Regions from separate parts of the Mus musculus genome. Here all the other regions are linked to region 2. Evidence: chromatin contacts called from public HiChIP or PLAC-seq data. All regions are on one chromosome and are shown on one strand. Each heading gives the region's core, a stretch centred on a gene start, on an enhancer-like site or on the middle of the called end of the contact. The rest is flanking DNA. Distances are from core to core; before and after follow the strand shown.

Evidence for each region. HiChIP or PLAC-seq counts read pairs in DNA pulled down with a chosen protein or histone mark.
Region 1: an H3K27ac HiChIP or PLAC-seq map of embryonic stem cells shows a contact between it and region 2, with 6 times the contacts expected there. The contact joins two enhancer-like sites. A contact is called at or near these places in 2 of 15 datasets of contacts at CTCF or cohesin (CD8 T cells and pro-B cells), 1 of 484 Hi-C or Micro-C datasets (bone marrow-derived macrophages) and 10 of 115 datasets of contacts at active chromatin or transcription factors (DN3 thymocytes, T-cell acute lymphoblastic leukemia, Th17 cells and 4 more).
Region 3: an H3K27ac HiChIP or PLAC-seq map of embryonic stem cells shows a contact between it and region 2, with 7 read pairs. The contact joins two enhancer-like sites. A contact is called at or near these places in 2 of 15 datasets of contacts at CTCF or cohesin (the NIH/3T3 cell line and large pre-B cells), 17 of 484 Hi-C or Micro-C datasets (the AML12 cell line, ECoMG myeloid progenitors, the G1E-ER4 cell line and 11 more) and 6 of 115 datasets of contacts at active chromatin or transcription factors (acute myeloid leukemia, bone marrow-derived macrophages and embryonic stem cells).

The regions. Positions count from the first base shown.
Region 1 is chr6:134,347,256-134,351,580 of GRCm38.p6, forward strand. All of the region lies in intron 3 of 4933406J09Rik (RIKEN cDNA 4933406J09 gene), which reads right to left. Among named protein-coding and RNA genes, the nearest start is that of Bcl2l14, 47 kb to the right of the region's middle. Within about 2 kb of position 2,951, at least 5 of the 459 cell types and tissues checked have an H3K27ac peak or open chromatin away from gene starts, as enhancers often do. A contact at or near this core is called in embryonic stem cells, where this site is marked.
Region 2 is chr6:133,960,650-133,965,324 of GRCm38.p6, forward strand. No RefSeq gene overlaps it. Among named protein-coding and RNA genes, the nearest start is that of Gm46977, 72 kb to the right of the region's middle. Within about 2 kb of position 2,857, at least 9 of the 459 cell types and tissues checked have an H3K27ac peak or open chromatin away from gene starts, as enhancers often do. A contact at or near this core is called in embryonic stem cells, where this site is marked.
Region 3 is chr6:134,328,402-134,332,776 of GRCm38.p6, forward strand. All of the region lies in intron 3 of 4933406J09Rik (RIKEN cDNA 4933406J09 gene), which reads right to left. Among named protein-coding and RNA genes, the nearest start is that of Bcl2l14, 66 kb to the right of the region's middle. Within about 2 kb of position 2,065, at least 19 of the 459 cell types and tissues checked have an H3K27ac peak or open chromatin away from gene starts, as enhancers often do. A contact at or near this core is called in embryonic stem cells, where this site is marked.

The sequences.
Region 1 (4,325 bases), core at 1,701-4,200, 390 kb after region 2:
TGCTTTCCCTGACCAGCCTCACAGCTTCAGTGAAGGCCTAAGAGGGTCTGGCTTAGCTCCCCACTCACTCTGTGGTGAAAGACATCCCCATCTGTCACGTCGTACCGGCATGGATGAAAGTTGGTTAAAAGTTTGACTATATTCTCTTAGCTCTGTTAATAGCAGATTGTTTCTCTCCTCTCAGCAGACCTGGACTTGCTATTTACACGAGGTTGGCCTTGCACTCACAGACCTGCTTCTACCTCCTGGTTCAACTGAAATCATCTCAGTGTAGCCTTTAAAGAGACATTTCAAGGCACCACTAAATCTAGTACTTGTATTACTAACAGTGAGCAGAGCCCAGGCAGAGTAAAGATATTGGCAAAGTCTTTGTGGGAGTTTACAAAGCACAAAGACAACACAAAGCACAACCTGATTGCTTTCTGGCCAAAGAGTGTTCAGGAGACATCATTGCTTGCAAGAAACTTCTAGGGGATGTAGCTCAGCGGTAGTGTGTAAGGCATTGGGCTCAGTCCTCGGTAATGAGGGTAGAGAGAGCAGGCTTCCTCACTCCAGAGGTGGGAAGGGGCAGGCCTTTCAGAACAACTTAATTATGAACTAGAAGCCTCTTCCTGACCAGTAAGCACTACCTGCAGCCCCTCCATCTGCTGCAGGTGAAAAGTCTTACAACGCCATGAAGAAAATCCACCTTCCACTTTCCCTTGATTGTCTTGTCATCATCACAGAGTTCTGTTCACCAGTGATGATGGATAGAAGACAGGAGATGGAGATTTACAAAATTACATATAGGTACTTGTCTAGGAGTGGTATGTCCATGAATGTCTCTCACACACATACACACACACACACACACACACACATTTCCTTTGGGCTTATTTTTTTTTTTTTTACAATTTTCTGTTGAAAACAGTATTACTTGAGTAATTTTGAAATGTTTAAAATATATAAACTTAATGCATAATTTTAAACACCTTTTTATGGGAGAGAATGATAAAGACAGAACGCAGCTGATAGTGAGGAGATACCTCGGTAACACACTGTGACTGATAATCCCACTCAACAGGAAAGGCAGGTCACTGAAGAGAGACTTCAAATGGCCTACAAAGACGTGAAAAGATACTCACTCACCCAAAGCCGACTCAAAGACACGTCATTTTTCTCACCCCTTCATAGAGGCAAATAAAAAAGACTTTTCTCTAATGGGAAGTCTGGGCCAGGGTTGGTGGCATATGACTTTAATCCAGCACATGGGAGGCAGAGGCAGGCAGATCTCTACATGTCTGAGACTAACCTAGCAAGTTCCAGGGCAGCCAGGGCTTCAAAGTGAGACCCTCCTAAATGTGAATAATATATACCTGTTTCCGTTAGTGCTAGTGCGGTAGCCTCTGCTTATAGTCTCAGCACTTGGAAGGGTGTGGCGGAAGGGGGTGAGTTCAAAGCCATCCTGGGCTACATAGTGAGAGTTACTCAAAGCAAAACAAGACAAACCCAACCAAAGCAAGTAAATAGCCTGACTGTGCTGGTGAGGGTGAGAAGCCTGCACTCTCAGGTGCCCAACAGAACAGGCATTCCTTTGTTGTTTTTTAATTAGATATTTTCTTTATTTGCATTTCAAATGTTATCCCCTTTCCGGGTTTACCCTCTGAAAACCCCCTATTCCACCCCCCACGCCGCTGCTCACCAACCCACCCACTTCTGCTTCCTGGCCCTGGCATTCCCCTACACTGGGGCATAGAACCTTTACAGAACCAATGGCCTCTCCTCCCATTGATGACCGACTAGGCCATCCTCTGCTGCATATGCAGCTGGAGCCATGAGTCCAATCATGTGTACTCTTTGATTGGTGATTTCGTCCCTGGAAGCTCTGGGGGTACTGGATAGTTCATATTGTTGTTCCTCCTAGGAGGGCTGCAAACCCCTTCAGCTCCTTGTGTCCTTTCTCTAGATCCTCCTTTGGAGAGCCTGTGCTCAATCTAATGGATGGCTGTGAACATCCACTTCTGTATTTGTCAGGCACTGGCAGAGCCTCTCAGGAGACAGCTATATCAGGCTCCTGTCAGCAAGCACTTGTTAGCATCCACAATAAGTGTCTGGGTTTGGTGATTGTATATAAGATGGATCTCCAGGTAGGGCTGTCTCTGGATGGTCATTCCTTCAGTCTCTGCTCCACACTTTTGTCTCTGTAACTCCTTCCATGTGTATTTTGTTCCCCCTTACAAGAAGGATTGAAGTGTCCACACTTTGGTCTTCCTTCTTCTCAAGTTTCATGTGGTTTGTGAACTGTATCTTGGGTAGTCTGGGCTAATATCCCCTAATCAGTGAGTGCATATCATGTGTGTTCTTTTGTGATTGGGTTACCTCACTCTGGATGCTATTTTCTTGTGTTTCGGTAAATCTCCAACCCAAATAAGCCCCAGCAATGAAAACGACTCAGTTAATATGAATACATGCTGTGCACCTAGGTCCAGCAGATCTACCACTACATACCATCTTCCACGTCTATGAGACCCCTTAGAACTTGCCGTATCTCCAGGCCACGTGCTTCTGCTCTGCTTTTCTTCTTCTTCCTCTCCTCTGCGTCCTCTCTATCTCCCATTTTCTCCTTCTTCTCCTTCTCCCCCTTCTGCCCCTCCTTCCCTTCATCTGCCCAGTCATCAGCTCTCCTTTATTTTACAAATTAAGGTGGGAAGCAGGTTTACAGGAAATCACCTGAGCGCTGACTCATTCCTTGTTTGTGACCCCTCACAGGAGGAATAAACATCAAACATAATTAGCCCCAAAACTATCCACAACATTCTAGTTTCATCCATTTGCCTAAGAATTTCATAAATTCACTGTTTTTAATAGCTGAGTAGTACTCCATTGTGTACATGTACCACATTTTCTGTATCCATTCCTCTGTCGAGAGGAATCTGGCAGAAGAGCATTCCTAAACAGAGCAGGCATCAGTCGCTAACCTCTGTTTTGGAAAGAGTCTATCATGGGAGGGGAGTATGACAGCAGGATCAGAGAGCAGAGAGGTCACTTCTTCAGCTGCTGCAAACACAAAGCTTAAGATCACACTGAACTGAAGCAAGGCCATGGCTCCTCAAGTACCTGAGCCAGTATGGGACATTCTCACTCAAACCACTTAGTGTCACCTTAACTTAAAAAACATCAGATAAAATGTTCTGGATAGCTTGAGGAAAGGCACAAAGAGACAGAGAACACATGATTGTCATCTGTGTCCTTTAGAGACCAAAGACAGAGAGACAGAAATGATGAGAAAGACGCTTAATTTTTTCCCTTTCTTTTTCATGTTTCTGCAGATTTACATTATTTTTTCTAGAGATTTACATTTTTTTTTAATTATGTGTATGTGAGTGTCCATCCTTGTGGTCAGAAGAGGGTATTGGATTCCCCCAAAGCTAGAGCTGTAGGAAGGTGTGAGACATGGGTGCTGGGAATCAAACTCAGATCCTCTGAAAGAGCAGCTAGCGTTCGTAGCCACTGAGTCATCTCTCCAGCCTCCACATTGCTAATCTAGAAATGTAGGCTCTTAAGAGCTTCTTAAACTGGAGACATTTATTCCCTGTGTATTCTCTTCCCTCTGGATTGGCAGACTCAAAATTCCGACTTCTTCCAGGAAGCTGGCTGACTTCATTCTCTGCTTGGAAAATTATGGCCAATAAATACTTCAGATAGCCCGATGCTTTGATAAATGAATATTTTTACATTTTCATTTCTTTGAGATTGTTACAGTGTGGTCATGCCCTCCTGAGCCTATCCAGACAGAGCATGTCTGTGGAAATCAAGCTGGGCCATCATTTTATCCAAAAACTCTAAGAAGGATTTTTAAACGTACACTATTGTAATTTATTTTTAACTAATACTTATAATTTTGTTATTTCTTTTTATAGATTAGTACTATGTTTACATTACCCCCCATTCTCCTCCACCTGACTCTTTCTATGTCCCCTTCAGTCTTCTCAAATGTGTGTACTCTCTTACTCTGCAATTACTATTGTTGCATGTAAATTAATGAATACAACCTGCTGAGTCCATTCAGCTCCGATGTACAAGTGTTTAGGGATGACTGCCTGGGACTGGATTACTTCTCGGGGACTCGTCTCAAGAGCAGACTCATTCTCCCTCTCAGTGGTCATTAATTGTCTAAAGCTCTTTATATAGGGGGTGAGAAGAAGGCCAACTCTGTAGATCAGACTTGGCAAGGACAAGAGAACGTCCCCAAAAGGGAATACTGGATGGTGGCTTGAGACCCACTTGCTTTGCCTTGATGTTCCCCTCCAAAATTCAAGCTTGAAACTTTTGTTTTCTGAGACAAG
Region 2 (4,675 bases), core at 1,607-4,106:
TTAAAAATTGTTAAATGTTTAAGGTGCAAACATTAGCTACACTGATCTGGTCATTTTGCCTTATATAAAGAAACGTGTACAGTTAAAATAAGAACCAACCGTAAAATGATCTAAAATTCACATGTAAAAATGGAAGAAAAAAATTGCAATGGTCCAGCAAGCAATAGTAGACTCCCTCCAACTTCCTCTTAGAAACTCTGGGTATCTGAAAGTCGTAGCAAAGGATATGCCCAGTAGGTGGCAGCAGGAGATAACTGAACTGAGAGCATACCCCACTTTGACCGATTTCACTTAGTTATTAACACATATGGTGGATTCATTTACTGACTGATTGAATGATCAATGAATGAAGAACTAACTCATCTAAGCTAGAAAACGTCATCATTTGAAATGTTAATATTCTTTTCGTATCCCATCAGTAGCATTGCCGTTTTATTGAGTTTTAGTTAGAAACTGTAGATTGTGTATGTGTTCATATATTGTGAGCATACCTCTCAGGCCTCCCACCCTACTTTTCTTAACCCCTCTTCCCTCTGTTAGTCCCTCTTGCTCCCCTAGGCAGTTTCACTTCTACTTACCTGTCATACACGCATGATTTTATTTTTAAACTGTGTCTCACAATGTAGCCCTGGCTGTCCTAGAACTCACAATGTAGACCAGGCTGGCCTTGAACTCACAGAGATAAGTCTCCCTCTGCCTCCCAAATGCAGGGATTAAAGTTGTGCAACACCACATTCAAATAAATGATGTTTTATTGATAGGTCTATATACAATCTAGGAAGGACAAATGAGAAGAAGTGATATTTGTTTTTTCTAGAATTGATTTAATTCACTTATTATGGTCATCTCTCCTTGCATCTATTTTGCTCTAAAGAACATAACTCCGTTCCTTTCTGTGGCTGAAAAACAAAACAAAACAAAACCCACTACAGCTCCAGGGACCCAATATTTTCAGGAGGTCTTAGGTTAAAGTCACTCACATGTGTATGTGCACACATCCATGCAGGCACTAGCAAACATAATTTTTTTCAAATTCATCTATATGAATTTGAAATATATTTATTACATATAAATTATATGTATAATAATTTATTTTATATATGTATATCACATTCTTTATCCATTCCTCTGTTGATACACCCCTAGATTGGTTCTAGAACTTGGCTGTTGCGAGCATTGATGGGCAAGTGTCCCTGTGATGGAGCTCTTCAGGTAAACGTCACGAGTGCGTGGTACAGCTGGGTCATCCTGTATCTAATTTTAGCTTTTTGAGAAACTGCCGCTCTGACTTCCACAGTAGCAGGCCTAATTACAATTTCACCAGCAGTGTCTAGATACATCTTGTACGGAGCTGATATTAGTAATACACGAACCAAACACACACAACAATAACCAATAGAAAATCATAGGCTAACTCCCTGATGAACATAGATATATTTCGTTTTAATAAAATACTTGCAAGACAAACTGAAGCTCATCCCAAGATCACTCACGGTGATCAAGTTGGCTTTATTCCAAAAGAACAGCGGTTGACCTAGTGTCAAAGAAATTCCCGCTGGCGGGGGATGAGGGCTTCCTCTTCTCAACATCTTCACCAGCACTTTTCTTACTTATTTTCTTAAGGACTGACTGCCGTTCTGACAGGAGAAAGATAAACTCTCAATTTAGCTTTGAATTTGACTTGTTCGTTTTGTGTTGCAGTACCGAGAACTGAATTTAGGGCCTTACACACTGGGCCAGTGTTCTACCTCTGACCTTTATCTCCAGTCCTCAAAAACAAACAAACAAAAAAGTTTTCACTTTTATTTTGAGACAAGGTTTTCCGTTTCCCAGGCTGCCCTTGAATTTATAATTCCCCGAAGGAGCATATATTTCGGGCTGATTTCAGTGAAGATTGGTTAAAGTCTTTCTATTTTAGAGACTTTCAGAAGTTTATTAGATTCAGATAACACTGACAACACACACGCATGCTAATTTAAAAAGAGAATTGAAGACTGACCATAGTTACAGTAACAGCTGAAATACAGGGTTTTAAAGAAGTCAGTATTCACCAGGAAGGCATTTTGCATTTGGAAATAAACAATTGATCTTTGGGTAATTTTAATTGTTTGAGCTGATTGAAATTTAAAACCAGTTTATTTCAGCCAGAAGTGATGGCCTTTGATCCCAGGACATGAGAGGCAACCCTGGTACTCAGTTTCAGGCCAGCTAGCGTGCGTGACTCCTCTCAAACAAACACGAAACAGCTCATTTGACCGGTTCTCCTGGAAAAAGTTCTAGTATAATAGTACGTGTTTGTTTGTTTGCTTGCTTATACTCTTTACTTAATAATAATTAAGATGATAAAAAAAAAAGAAGAGACAAAATGAGCCAGGATGTTAGTGAGGCCCTGGGTTGCACTAATGACTTTTTATTGTGTTTGAGATGGTCAGAGTCCTCATGCCTTGCTTATCCGAGCACACAGAATGCCACATACAAGCCTTCTGTTTGACTTGTCAGAATGAGAGGGGGTCAACTCTTCCTACTCACGCCTGGCAAGGTCTCTGCTAATGAAATAACAACAGTTGGCAATGCTCAGTTGATGCACGAGTGGCAATTTGTGTAGAATATGGGTTCTTTGAGGGCAGCAGCGTTGTCTTATTTCCAGCACCACACCCAATGTCTGACATATATTAAGGGCTCAATAAATATTTACTGCATATGTAGAAACTATCAAGACGTATCTCGGCGAACAATCGTACTTGAATCAGAGCCACATTCTCAGGAGAAGAATAGGAGCCGAGATCATGGGAGCTCATAAGAATGGGACCAGAATCAAAGAAATTAGCATCCTCTAGAGCTGGTGACACCCTTCATTGTCATGCTTATCTGAGGAACTCCTGTTCTCACCCTGTTCAACTCCAGCATGCTAACCATACTGTGACTACACTTAACTGTGTACTGAAGGAAGGCAACTCCCTGACCAAACATTCCAACAAATTTCAAATTTATCATTAGCCTCCCTAATGCTGGAGGACCACTATATCTTTAACATCAGTTTCTTTAAAAAAAAAAAAGAAGAAGAACTATTTATTTTTATTTAAGTATATTATGCATGTATGTATTATGTATGTCCAATTACCTAGATATATATCACATGTATTCAGGTTCCATGGAGGTCAGAAGAGGGTATCAGATCCCCTGAAACTGGAGTTACAGTTGTAACCCATGAGCCACCAGATGTGGGAACAGGTCCTCTGCAAGCCCAGGATGTACTCTTATAGACTGTATCATTTCTCCAGCCCCCAAGAGGGAACTGTATTTTTTAAATGATTGCCCTAGGCCAATGAGGTAGCTTAGCTCTTAAAAAGATTTGCCGTGCAAACCTGACATTCTGAGTTCAATCCTAGGAATCCATGACAAAAGGAAAGAACCAACTCCCAAAAGTTGCTCTCTGACCTACACACATGCACCATGGTACACATGTACCTGCATGCACACTGATTAAATAGCAACACAATAATAATGATACCACTACCAATAGTAAGATTATTATTTTAAATTGTGTCTGTGTGTGTGTGTGTGTGTCTGTGTGTGTGTGTGTGTGTGTGTGTGTGTGTGTGTGTGTGTGTGTGTGTGTGTAGGTAGGTAGGTTGGTTGCTGTGAGAACAGTTGCCCCACAGAGGTCAGAGGAGTTGGACTCTCCTGAAGCTGGAGTTACCGGTAGCTGTGAACCACCTCATGTGATTACTGGGAATTGAACTCAGGTCCTCTGGAAGAGCAGCACGTGCTCCTAACCACTAAGCCATCTCTCCAGCCACTAAATTTAATTTTAAAAGTTTTTATCCTGAAGGTTGACAGTCCTCCATACCTGGCTGAAGCCCTGTGCTTTCATTTGCTTGTTCGATGTAGGTAATCTCATACCTACCCAAGGTTATAAACTAGTTAACGCCAGATCTTTTTTGATTCCTTAGATTTGTCAAATCCATCCATGCTGATAAGATGTCTTGGAAACACTGATACCTGGACTTGCCACGTAGCTTCCTTAGGTTCACCTTGAATGAGGGCAGCAGCATCCCATAGGCTGAGACCCAGGCTGAATACAAAGGAAAGAAGCCACTGGACACCAGCATTCATCTCTACTTCCTGGCTCTAGGTGCAATGGCTGCTTGGCTCTCTTACCACCATGCCTTCTCTGCTCTAATAGCCTGTACTTTCAAACTCTGAGCGAAACTAACCTCTTTCTTCATTGAGTTGCTTTTGAAAGGCATTTTGTTAGAGCAACAAGAAAAAAAAAACAAACTGTGCACTGATTTTGTAAACTAGAGTTCTCTTTTTTCCTTTCAGCTGAATCAAGCTGGATACCCACTGTTTAACAGGCCTACTTCCAGACTGGTAAGATGTCTCAGCAGGTAAGGGGGCTTGCTGCCAAGACTGATCACCTGAGTTCAATCCTCTAGACCTACCTACCTAGTAGAAGGAGAAAACCTGCATCTTCAAGTTGTCCTCTGACCCCCACATGTGCTCGCCCCAAAAATAAATAAATGAAAAATTGAAAAACCCTGCCCTAAACATTTTTTTCTTTTCGTTACCAAGTTGTTCCACTCCTAAACTTCCTTCCATATATATCCTGGTGCCTTTAGCTAGCACCAGCCTCTATGTTACAGTAGCATTTCCTCACTATATTCCCAAACTC
Region 3 (4,375 bases), core at 815-3,314, 370 kb after region 2:
TCATGGAGGAATGCTGTTAGCTAGCGTGCTCCTTGTGGCCTGTTCAGCCTGCTTTCTTATAGAAACTAGGACCACTAACCAAAGGACGGCACCATCCACAATGGGATGAGCCCTCCCTCATCAATCACTAATTTTAAAAAGGCCCTACAGACCTGCCTACCACCCAACCTTATGGAGGCATTTTCTTAATTTAGGTTCCCTCCTCTCAGATGACTTTAGCTTGTGTCAGGTTGACAAAAAAAAAAAAAAGAAAGAAAAGAAAAAAGAAAAGAAAAAGAAAAAGAAAAAGAAAGAAGAAAGAAGAAAAAAATCAACCAGCACATTACATTGACTAATTCATAACTTGTAAAAATTTATAACCCAGTAAAAGAGCTACCATCACTATCACAGGCCTTTGTAGGACACAGAAAAGCTGACTGCCTTGCTGAAGGTCACAGTTCACAAGGCTCAGACACAGGAGCTGAACACCTCTCTTTTGGTCCCAAACTTCCTAGTCTTGACCCCACACTGACTACTACAAAGCAATTCATAAAAAGAGTAGCATTCATCTTCACTAACTTTATCAATTCCTTAAATATAAATAAAGCACAACAGAAAGCAACTTGAATTGGAATCCTTACATTACTCATGAAGTTTAGGACCTTGGACATTGACCCTAAGAGTGGATGTTGGGAGTGGTACTGTGTGGTACTGGCACACAGTAGGTACTCAGTGACTTTTTCAATAAGCTCACATTCATTGATGTTTACCAGGCTAAGTGCTAAGCCACAGACAGACACACATCCTCAGAATTATCCAATGGACTCCACCAGTGTGTACTTCTGCTCCCCCCACTGCAGTTCTCCTGGATGTCTCTTTACAGGTGATGATGCAGGGTCACATCTGAAAACCTGAAACATGTCTACTTCACTCAGGCACTGGGGAAAATGTGTGAAAATTTTATATGGGCTCTGGACATGTAAACGGAAGGCCCACTTTGGGGCTCCCCTCTCTTGGGATACCTAGTAACAGGCACCCTATTATACTAGCATCTGCCTATCTGGTTCTGGCTCTTGGCCAGTCCAAAGAGAAGAAATAGACAGGAGGGATGGTTTCTTCTCCCTGTCTCTGAGCGACAGTGGCATCCTTGGAACCTGAAGGGTATAGAGGCACACTGCCACACAGACATCTTGCTGTCTCACCTTTTTTTTTTCCTTAGAGATGCTTTTTCTGGGTCATTCCGAGCCATGGGCTGCATTGATAACTTTGCCTGGCTCAACTCTCACCTCTGCACCCTGCTGGATGCACAACCGAAGCTCTGTGGAGGACCATCCACAGAGACAAAGGAAGGCTCTTTGGAAGAGTCACACCTTTTCCCACAAGCCCTGCTTTCCTAGGAGGCTTTGTTTTTTTTCCCCCTTGCAGCAAGGTAGAGCAAGTTGAACTAACTGCTCTTAAATCAATGAAGCCATTGTGCGAGCTTCCTAGAGCAAAGGGGTTTTTGTTGTTGCCTCCCCGCCCCTTCCCTCTCTCTTTCAGCGCTGGTGTGGAGCAGAAATTAAACCTGGCCATGGGCTATGAGGAGAAGAACCTGCATAGAGAAACCTTTCTTTCTTGATTGAGGCTTAGATTTCTGTGCAGATCCGTAGATTTATAGCTGGAATTGTTACTAACAAGCACTTACTTCTACACATGTGCTTTCACAAGCTTTTCTCCCCCTTCCCACCTGACACTGGTGCCAGGCTGAACCCAGGACAATAGGACTCCCTTCCCCTAGGGCTCACCCGTTGTGTGCCTGGCACTCCTCCATTAATCCTGCCAGTAGAAATAAAGGTGAACACATTGAGGTACTACCGCTGCTTGCAAAGAATGGGTGAATCAACACTTCACGCCCAGTAGGGGCAAAGCTACGCTCAAACTTCTAGAATGTTCTGGTCTGCTGATTAAACTGGGGAGGAGAGTAGTGGTATTTATTTCACTGTTACTCCTCTGTTCACAGATGAGTTGGACAGAGTCTATTCTCAGTTCTGAGCTAGTTTTTAACAGTGATGAGAGCCAAGACATTTCAATGGGTAAGAATAGTACTTTGAGCAAGCGCTGCTAGGCCGGGCAACATAGAAATGTTGCTGGTACATGTGATATACAAAGGAAGGGAGCTGGACTCTGTTGGTTGGCTCGGACGGCTCCAACCAAACAACATAGAGTTGTGGGCTTAAGCAATTGACATTTATTTCCTTGCAGTTCAGGAGGCTGAGAGTCTCACGTCAGGAAGGTGGATTCTGATGAGGGTCCTCTTCCTGTGTTCTCACGTGGAAGAGTGTAGGAAGAAAGAAAGCCCCGTCTCTCATCTCATCTGATAGGGCCTCACCCTAATGACTCCCCATCTCCAGACACTGCCACTCCAGGGTTGACTACAGTTTCAACATACAAAGTTTGGGAGCAAGGTACAACTCAGTTAGTAGCAACTTTATCCTCACACAGTTTAGTGCACACAAACTAACTCTATAAACCAGAAGCCGAACAAAAGAGCACAAGCTATAAAACCTTTAGAGGAAAATGATGAAGTAAACCTCTTCTGCCCTGGGTTAACCAACACCTAAGAAGCTTTCATTAGTGGCACCAACTAGAGCCTGGGGAGACAGCTCACTGCATAAGACCACTTACTTGAGGACTGAGTTCAAATCCCCAGAACCCACATAAAAAGCCACTCATGGCCAGGAGTACAATGTAACCCAGCACTATAGTGGGCAGAGACAGGAGGATTATCGCTGAGGCTTCCTACTGCTAGACTAGCCCCAGGTTCAATGAGAGATCCTGTCTCAAGGAAATACGGAGGAGAGTAGTCCTCTGGCCTCTCTGTATGTACACACTCACCCACATACACCATAGGCACATTCAATAAATAAATTAAAGAAATGATCCACAGGCAAAAAAATGACTAAAAGAAAAATACAGACAACTTCATCCACATAAAATTTGAAACTTTATTTTTAAAACTTTTATGAGCTGAGAATAGTTTTATATAATGGTGAGTTTCATTATGACATCCACACACATGTATATATTCACCATATTCACCCCCATTGACCCCTATGTTCCCCCTCCTACTCCTCCTGACCCCCTCCTCTTCCCAACTAGCTACCTTCCTCCCCCCTTCCCTATGCATGAGTGAGTGTGTGTGTGTGTGTGTGTGTGTGTGTGTGTGTGTGTGTGTATGATGACTTCTGTTAAGGTTTCTCACATGAGCACAGGTAAGGAGCTATTTAAAGGATCATGGACAATTTACCAGTGTCTACAACACTGAAGGCAACTTCATTTTCCTCCCCCAGAAACCACTGTCTCTAGATCCTCAGGGAGCAATAGGGCCTCACTTGTTCCTCCTCTCTCCATGATGGAAAGTTGATGGCCCAATCTAAAACTAAAAATGTTTGTGCTTCCATGGATACCATATCAAGAAATAGATAATTCACAGAGCAGGAGAAAGCTGCAAATTGTATGCCATAAGGGATTTAAATCTTGAATACCTAAGGAATTCTTACAACTCAACAATAAGGCAATAACCCAATTAAAATATAGGCAAAAAAAAATTTTTTGAAAAACTGTCTCCAGAGAAGACTTTTAAAATGGCCACTAAACTCATGCAAAAGTGTTCATTATCATTGCTCATCAGATAATTGTAAATTAAAAGCACAATTGATGTCATTTTATATTCATTATAAGAAGATGATCAGAAAGATAGACTATAACCATGACAAGTGCTTGGGGATGTGGACAAATCAGAATCTTCACCCATGGCTGATAGGATGGAAATGGTTATGGCCACTGTGGAAAACAGTCCACCGATCCCTTAAGAGGCCAAGCCTACATTTAGAATATGAACCAAGAAATTCTGAAAACATGTGCCCACAAATAAAACTCTATGCACACTGCTGATAGCAGAATTAGTGGCAATCGATACCCAACGGGAGCACCTCAAGTGTCCATCAAACGATGAAAATTTGATCAGCAGTGCTGCTAAATCTATAGGATAGAATATCCTTTGGTGTTAAAATGGATTAAATACTGACACAAAGTCAAGAAGGCTGATCTTTAAAGTTATTGTGTTAATTTAGAAAGGACAGACACAAAAATTTAAAAAAAATCATTCCATTTGTATGAAGTCCAGAATAAGTAAATTATAGAGACAGAAAACAGCATGGTAGGCTGCTCTGTGTAGAGTGGAGAAACAGGGGATGACTGCAAAGGGGCTCAGGGACATTTTGAGGGATTGAGAACACATTCCAGAAATGGTTGTTGTGATGGGCCCCAACAGGGTGACACACATAACCACTGGAGTCCACATTTTTATGTTATTGGTTTGATTTTGCAAAACTGGAGGTTCAGCGTGGTGGGCAAG